Linked DNA regions of Mus musculus: region 1 is linked to region 2. Evidence: chromatin contacts called from public promoter capture Hi-C data. All regions are on one chromosome and are shown on one strand. Each heading gives the region's core, a stretch centred on a gene start, on an enhancer-like site or on the middle of the called end of the contact. The rest is flanking DNA. Distances are from core to core; before and after follow the strand shown.

Evidence for each region. Promoter capture Hi-C pulls out the DNA fragments that hold promoters and counts their contacts.
Region 1: a contact with region 2 is called in a promoter capture Hi-C map of pre-B cells, with 3 times the contacts expected there. The contact joins the promoter of Cct7 here to the promoter of Mrpl19 in region 2. A contact is called at or near these places in 1 of 39 promoter capture datasets (pre-B cells) and 1 of 484 Hi-C or Micro-C datasets (CD4 T cells).

The regions. Positions count from the first base shown.
Region 1 is chr6:85,449,600-85,453,577 of GRCm38.p6, reverse strand. Cct7 (chaperonin containing Tcp1, subunit 7 (eta)) reads right to left here and starts at 2,073. Exons shown (of 12, transcript NM_007638.4): 1 at 1,451-2,073. The coding sequence starts at 1,456. Pradc1 (protease-associated domain containing 1) reads left to right here and starts at 2,276. Exons shown (of 5, transcript NM_001163427.1): 1 at 2,276-2,465. The coding sequence starts at 2,399.
Region 2 is chr6:81,963,806-81,967,815 of GRCm38.p6, reverse strand. Mrpl19 (mitochondrial ribosomal protein L19) reads left to right here and starts at 1,867. Exons shown (of 5, transcript NM_026490.2): 1 at 1,867-2,109; 2 at 3,459-3,577; 3 at 3,748-3,882. The coding sequence starts at 1,889.

The sequences.
Region 1 (3,978 bases), core at 824-3,323, 3.5 Mb before region 2:
CTTCCAGAACTGGGGTTCCCTCCACTCCTAGCATCCACAAGGTGGGTCACCACATCTGTAACTCTAGTTCCAGAGATCTGACACCTCCATGGGCATTACATGTACATAGTAACCAGGCACACAGTAGTCATAACACCCACATACACTAAATAAAACAAAAGTCAATACTATCTATTAAACAATTAGTTGGAGGAGGCCCTGGAAGTGGCTCAGGGGTAAAGCTGCTAGATGCATAAGCCTAAGCACCAGAACTCATTACAAGTCTGTCATTGTGGTATATATCTGTAATCCCAGAACTGCTACAGCAAGATGGGAGGAAACAAGAGTCACCAGCAGCTCATAAGCTGTAAGTATGCAGCACAGCAGCAGAAACAAGAATCATCAATTTAGGTAAAACCCAAATGTGATGGTCTGGGACCCTTTGATAAAAGGTTTGCTACTTGTTTTGGCCAATGCTGGGCCACTGGTCATATCAGCAGCAATGATGCATATTTTACTGCAGCACATATGACTCATGGATTTATGCCTCAGCTCTGGTCTTCGCCGACCAAATCAATTTCAAGCGCTAGGGGTCAGGGAGCATGGACATGCTTCTGTAGGGACTCCTTCGGAGGAGAAGCTGTAATTTGGTAGCAGAGGGAGGACCTTACAGGTTTCCAAGTCTGTCTGGCATCTACGCATAGGAAGAAGCTGCAAAAGGCAGACAAAGGATTGACACTAAAAAGCAAAACTTAACGAGTGTGCTGATGCCAAACGCACAGGATTCTGTCTTGGAAGTTGACATTGCTCACTAACAACTCAGGTTTATCACAGGGGAACAGGGGAGGTATCTGACGCTGTCGGGGATAAAGGGTGATGCAGGAGGATTACAGGCAGACCTTTAAGAGACTCTCCTGCCTAAAGTACTCAGGTCGTCCCATCTTTGGTACTGTGTACATCAATTGCCCTTTTCCAGCACCAAGTACATTCGGGAGAACTAAAAATGCCCCCAACGAACAGGTTCCAACAGGAACGAAGGATTCTGTCTTTCCACATGCGGGAACGTAAACGACCACAATGCCAGGCAGGGCGTCACTTGGCCCAACCTAAAGACCCTCACGCTGCCTCTGTGCGCCTAGAAGCTCGCGCCTTCACTTCCGCACCTCCCAGGGCGATGTAACCCGGCCTTATGGTAGAGGTACAGAGCTCAACACACACTCGGTTCCGAAAACCCAAGCCTCCATTACGGGGAACAGGCTGAACAAGAGGTCTGTGGTCCCAAGCACCATGAGATCCATGGTTTCCAGGCCCAGCGGCATCGCGAGCCCCATTCGGCTCTCGCCAACAGCTTCAGTTTTGGATCAAGGCCGCCTCCGGCCGGGGAGCGGAAACGAGCCACTGTAGACACTCCGCATGGCGGGCCAGGGCCGCAGGGTCGTGGATGGCAGCGGATGCGCGGAGAGACACTCACCATCATCTTGGAAGCGGCTTCAGGTACCCGCAACTCGTCAGTTGTCCGCCTCGGGGCCGCCCACCCAAGCCCACAATGCTCCGCGCCGGAGAAATGCCCAGAAGCTTCTGGCGAGACGTTAGCCCGGGAGAGGAAGGGGCCGGACCACTTCCGCCACTCTATGGTTAGCTCCCGAGGTAGCCGGCTAGAGGAGTCGGAGGTCCAGGGACGCTCTAGGAACTCGCGTTAGCTTTGGCGGGGGTCATCGAGTCTCGCAGTGCTTTTGGTTTGTAAGGTGCGGTAAGGTCCCGCCTCAGCCCGCGCTCCCAGACGCCATGGTAGACGTGCAATGAGCTATCAGTACTGAACACCGGCTAGGAGAAGCACCTTAGGTGAGTGATCTCACTGCACCTGCTCAGCTCCGTGGCGAGGGAGCTCCGTGAGTTTCACAGGTAGCTTGGGAAGTTGGGAACAGTGTCCCGGGTCACAGGTGCGCGGCCCGCTCGGGCGCAGGAAATTTGCTCGGGTCGGCTTCTAGCTCTGTAGCGCCCCTTATCGGCCGAGGCGGCGCCGTGCCGCCTGCCCCTTCGCGCGAGGCCCGTCTCTGCCTGGGGAGGAGAGCCGTGGATCCCGCGCAACCCCGCGAGCCGCCCACCGCAGGTTCCGGGAGGCGCGTCTATAAGGAGGAGTGCGGGGGCGGGGCCGCGAACTGCAGTTGCTATTAAGAGTTTTGGCCAATCAGCGCCCGGTTCCACTTCTCCTGGCCAATAGGAAGTGGCCTAGGGCGCAGAGGAGGAAAGTGCGGCCACACGAACAGGCGTGGCGGCCAATCAGCCGCTGGCCTCCGTTCTGTGCTCCAACCGGCGCGGAGAGCGGGCCTGAGGGAGGCCGTGGCAGCTGTCAGGCTAAAGTCGGGCGAGGGATCGCGGCGGGACGGCGGCGGCGGCGGCGGCGGGACGGGCCCTGGAGATGAGCCGTGGCGCCGCGGGCTGGTGCTGTCTCGTGCTCTGGCTGCCCACGTGCGTCGCGGCCCACGGTGAGCGGCGACGGACAGGCGGGCGGGGCGGGAATCCAGCGTGCGCGCTTCCCGGGCTGGGGGCCACGGGTCACCTTGGGGACCCCGCGAGTTTGGGCCGCCCAGATCCAGGGACTAGACGGCTGCAGCGGGTGGATGCTGGTTCCCGGGTCAGTGAGTAGGCACAACCTGACAACCCCACCCCTCCCCGTCGAAACAAGAGCTTTCAGCTTTCCTCCCACTGAAGGCGACCCTGGTGACAGCTAGAGATCCAGAACGGAGGATGTGAGCGTTCTTATAGGCAGGAACACACATATGGGCTCACACGCACAGGCACCCACTTACACAACTCGAACATAAATGTACACACCTACGCGTTAAGTGAACACATGCATATACCCGAAGCTTATTAGATAAGCACATCAAATGCCAGACAGGGGTGTGCTTGTGGAAAGGGTTGCCTGGTGTTAATCCAGAAGGCTTCCTGGGGGGGGGGGGGGGTTATCCATCTGATGAAGTGTACCTACACTCAGGACAAAAAGCTGCAAGCCCCCTTAGCTCTGTCTGAGCTGTAATTTGGACCATAGACAGGATCAATTATAGACACAGCAATTGGATTGACTAACAGACCTGAGCTTCCATCCATCAACATTTACTTGCCTTTCTGGCAAGTTTAAAGAATCCAGGGACTCAAATCCAACTGAGAAAAAATATCCTAGCAAAGCTCTCGTGGTTTTTTTGGCCATTCTCTTGTTCAGGACAGCAGAGCTGGGCAGAGTTCTTTGTTTAGTAACCTTTACTGAGCAGCCACTGTGTCCTAGGCACTGGAGATTCATCTCTGTATAAAGCCACATACTTAAGGCTGGAGAGGTGGTTCAGTGGTTAAGAGCACTGACTGCTCTTCCAGAGGTCCTGAGTTCAAGTCCCAGCAACCACATGGTGGCTCACAACCATTTGTAATGGGGATCTGATGCCCTCTTCTGGTGTGTCTGAAGAGAGAGAGACCGTGTATTCACATAAAATAAATAAGTCTTTTTTAAAAAGCCACATACTTAGAATCACTGCTGCGATGAAAGAAGCTGACATAGAATATTATGAATCCACCATAATTACAGAGGAAGTATTAGCTGGGAGAAAGTATATTTTGAATGGGTGGAGGAAGGATAAGGCAGCATCTTTCTGAGAAATGACAGGTAAACTTTTAGGAAGACCCAAAAAGATAAAGACACTGAAAAGCCAGTACAGCTTTAACATGGGAAAGAGGAAACAAGAGTGGAGTGGGTATAGGAGTCAAATCAGGCAGGGCTTTCTACACCACAGCCAACAGCAGCATACACTTTAGTAGGTGAAGGGGACATTGAAGCTCTTGCAGTGGGGCAGGTGGACAGAGGCAGAGAGCTGGACAGACAGCTTGGCAGTTAGGAATACTAGTTGTGCCCGGCAGTGGTGGTGCACGCCTTTAATCCCAGCACTTGGGAGGCAGAGGCAGGCGGATCTTTTGAGTTCGAGGCCAACTTGGTCTACAAAGTGAGTT
Region 2 (4,010 bases), core at 618-3,117:
CTGTCTCTCTCTCTCTGTGTGTGTGTGTGTGTGTGTGTGTGTGTGTGTGCTTGCAGGAGTCTATGTGCAGGACATATGTCCTGTTACCCAAGGACACCCAGTGTACATTAGTTTCCCTGGACCTGGAACTACAAACAGCTGGGAGCCGCCTGGTGTGGGTGCTGGGAACTGCTACAAGAGCTGTAAGTGTTCTTACACGGAGCTGTCTCCCAAGCCCCTCTCAACTCAAGAAGGTTTGAAATGGACCCCTTTTAGCTTGTATGCCTCCCAACTGCCCGAGGCAAACTCAGTTTTAGTTCTGGAAAAGGGAATGTTCTCAGTGAGCTCAAGGACTCCGTGGGGGCTATTTGTTAAGAGTGATGGCTTTTCTCTTTATGCTTTGTCCTAGTTAAGGTTTTGTTGATGAAATGAAATATCATGACCAAAGCAAGTTGAGGAAGAAAGGTTGCATTTGATTTACACTTCCATAACACTGGATCTCACTGATGGAAGTCAGAACAGAAACTCAAACAAGGAAGGAACATGGAGGCAGGAGCTGATGCAGAGGCTATGAAGGAATGCTGCTTACTGGCTTGCTCCTCATAGCTTGCTCAGCCTGCTTTCTTATAGAATCTAGAAACACCAGTCCAGGGATGGCACCACCCACAATGGGCTGGACCCTCCCCCATCAATCACTAACTTAAAAAAATGTCCTACAGGCCACCTACAGACCTATCTTATGGAGACATTTTCTCAGTTGGGGGTACTCTCCTCTCTGATGACTCTAACTTTTGACAAAACAGCTAGCATTTATTATTCTGTTTGGAGCCTGTGAGAGCCAGGTAGTGCTGGTTAGTAAGACAGAAGTTAAGCAAAAGAAGATACTCATTGCTCCCCACGGAATTCATAACAACGAACTAAATACCAATAATCAAACAAGAGGCAAACGAAAATTTCCTAAAAGAAGCAACGTTCTACAAGACTGATTAACTAATTAAAACGTGAGTGACTTGAAGCATTGTGGTGCTGCAGATCCAGAGCCCAACTATCTTGGCCCATTAGTCCCTCAAATGGTAATTTATTCCCAACTTACTTGTGAACCAACGGCCTTGTTATTATTAAGGGACTACATTCAGCAACCGCCTCACTTCCATCAACCTGAAGGCTAAGAAGGCCATCAGCGCAACTGAGGCATACAGCAGAGACATCTCCATTTTGATATAGCATTCCTAAATGGGTGTACCTGCCAATGTGTTTAAGGAATGGCTTTCTTGCTCTGATACTATGGAATGCCATGGAATTGTTACATGTAATTGGAACATGGATTTGTGGTGACCTAAATCTTGTGTTCTGAGCCCCTCATTAATACTTGACTCTAGAATAAACTATCTCTTTTGCCCTTTAGGTGACAGTTGTGTTTTTCATGTAGGCACAAGCAAATAAAAGGTGGAACTGAGGAGGCTGGAGAGGGTGGCTCTGCAGTTAGGAACACGTAATTTTTCAGAGGACCCATGTTCAATTTCCAGCATCCACATAGGGTCCCTTGCCACTGCCTGTAACTCCAGCTCCAGGGGATCATATGTCCTTCATGGGCACCTGCAATCACACTCACACACACACACACACACACACACACACACACACACACACTCCACGCACTTCATAGTCACTCACTAAATGCAAATGAGATCACAGTACTTAGTGAAATGTACAAACTTGCTAACCCTGTAGAGAAGTGTAACTTTGCAAATTATGGAGAAGAGGAAAATTATATACATTTACAGGTATAACTCCCTCAAACAAGCGGCGGTACACCGGGAAGCAAGTTTAGTCCCATAGGAGCCACCGTCCGGCCACACCCCATCGCACTGACTTCTGGGAGTTGTAGTCCTTCATTGAGGGTGTAGACATGGCGGCCTCCATGGCAGAAAGTTGTAGGGCGTCCCTGTACCTGGCCCGGAGCGTCCGAATGGCCAGGCCACGGCTTGCTGCCTTCGCATCTGATGCCTGCCGTGTCTGCACGGGCCCAAGCCGATTTCAGAGCACCGGGCCTTCAGAGCCCGGTGGGTTCAAGCCACCGCCGAAACCTGTCATCGTGGACCGGCGCCGAGTCCCGGAAGACGAGAGAAGGTGAGGCGGCCGAGGCCGCGTGGGAGTGCGCACACTTTGATACCCGCTTTATAGCTGGGCTGCACGAAATCGGGTTCCGGGTCTGCCCCTCTCTAGATCACGAAAGACGCAGGCTTGGACTCCCTTCCCTCAGTTTGTCCTAAAATCCACCACGGTGAGCCTTGGCCAACAGATTCTATCCAGGAGGAAGGGTTTGGGGAGGTCAGATCGGCTCAGGCACGTGGATCCAGCACACTCTTTTTCGTCTTACCTACATAAATGCATCTTCAGAAGCTTAACAGTATGGACCCGCAGGGTGGTTCGGTTGTGAAAGTTGCAACCTGTACACCCAAATCCATGCCTAGAACCCATAGAGAAAAGAGAGACCGTACTCCAAAGTTTGCCTTCAAATCCCCACATGAATGTTATGCTGGGCGCTCCAACCACAATACACAATAATTTGTGGGTGTGTATCAGGCTGGCCTTGAACTCAAAAAAGATCTGCCTGCTTTTGCCTCCTAAATGTTAGGATCAAAGGTGGGAATCCCTATGCTCGGTGGAAGATTTCTTTTAAAGTCAGTTTGCAGCTGGTGATTTGTATATATTTTCTCCATATTTATAGCTCAGTGGGAGACTTGTGCTCATTTGCAGACTGAGAGAAATGCAGCGTATTAACTGTGACAAAATTGTAACAAATAGTAATTATGTCAGCGGTTCATCACCTTTACGCTCCAGTTGTGCTTTGTTTTTTTTTTTTTTAAGTAAGATGACAATAAAACATCTAACTGGTCTCAGGATTAATTTATGCTACTATGGGTCAGCTTGCCTGTGTGGTGACAAACACCAGAGACAGCCAGCCTAAAGGGAACAAATTCGTTTGGCTCAGGGTTTGGACAGTTGTAGTTAATTTTGCTTGGTCCTGGCCCTGTCACTTGGGCCCTGCAGTGACACAGTATAGCGTGGCAGGAAGCATTAGCTAGGTAAAAGCAAAGGGAGAAACAGAAAGGGGCCGGGGTCTGTGCCTTGCCTTCAAGGTTAGATGCCCAGTGACATGTTTCCTGTACCGGACTGAAACTCTTTAAGGCTTTCTAAGCCCCAGTAGCTGCCCAGGATGACAGCTAAACAAACCCTTAGCACAAATGCCTTCTTGGACAATAAGGTCCAGACCTTGAGGGCTACTTGATGTATGATAACCATTTAAACACAATGCCTGGTGCGTTCTCAGGAGTGAGCATTAACAATGGTTTTGGAAACCATGGTTTTAGAAATAACATTGCAATCCATATTGAAAGAATAAAATACATCTACATTATACCCATTGTTTTTCTTATGCTGGCCTAAATCACCTTTCATTTTTAATTTTTTTATAGGTTCCTGAGTCCTGAATTCATCCCTCCCAGGGGGAGAACAAACCCTCTGAAATTTAAGATAGAAAGAAAAGATATGCTAGACAGGAGAAAGGTGCTTCCGATTCCAGAGTTCTATGTTGGTGAGTAACGGTGTCTGGCAGCAGGTGTTGGGCGCTAGTTTTCATTGCCTTCAGATTATTGTTCAGATGTCTGGGTTTTGCTGTTATTTATTTCTGACATACTAAGATATAAACCTTATTTGTTCATTCCTGCATCTGTGTCAGAGCTTGCTTCTCTTCTGACTCTGTAGGAAGCATACTTCGAGTCACCACAGCCGACCCCTATGCCAGTGGAAAAACCAGCCAGTTCCTGGGGATTTGCATCAAGCGATCAGGGAATGGGCTCGGGGCTACTTTCACCCTCAGGAACACGATTGAAGGACAAGGTATGTTTCTTCTTGAGCATCCAGAGAGTGAAACTGGGATTTCCCCAAGAGATAATGTGTGCTTTGCCTTGGATACAGATTAGTATTCACTGTTTAACGTGCATTGTTTAGTTTCTTTTGAGGGCTTC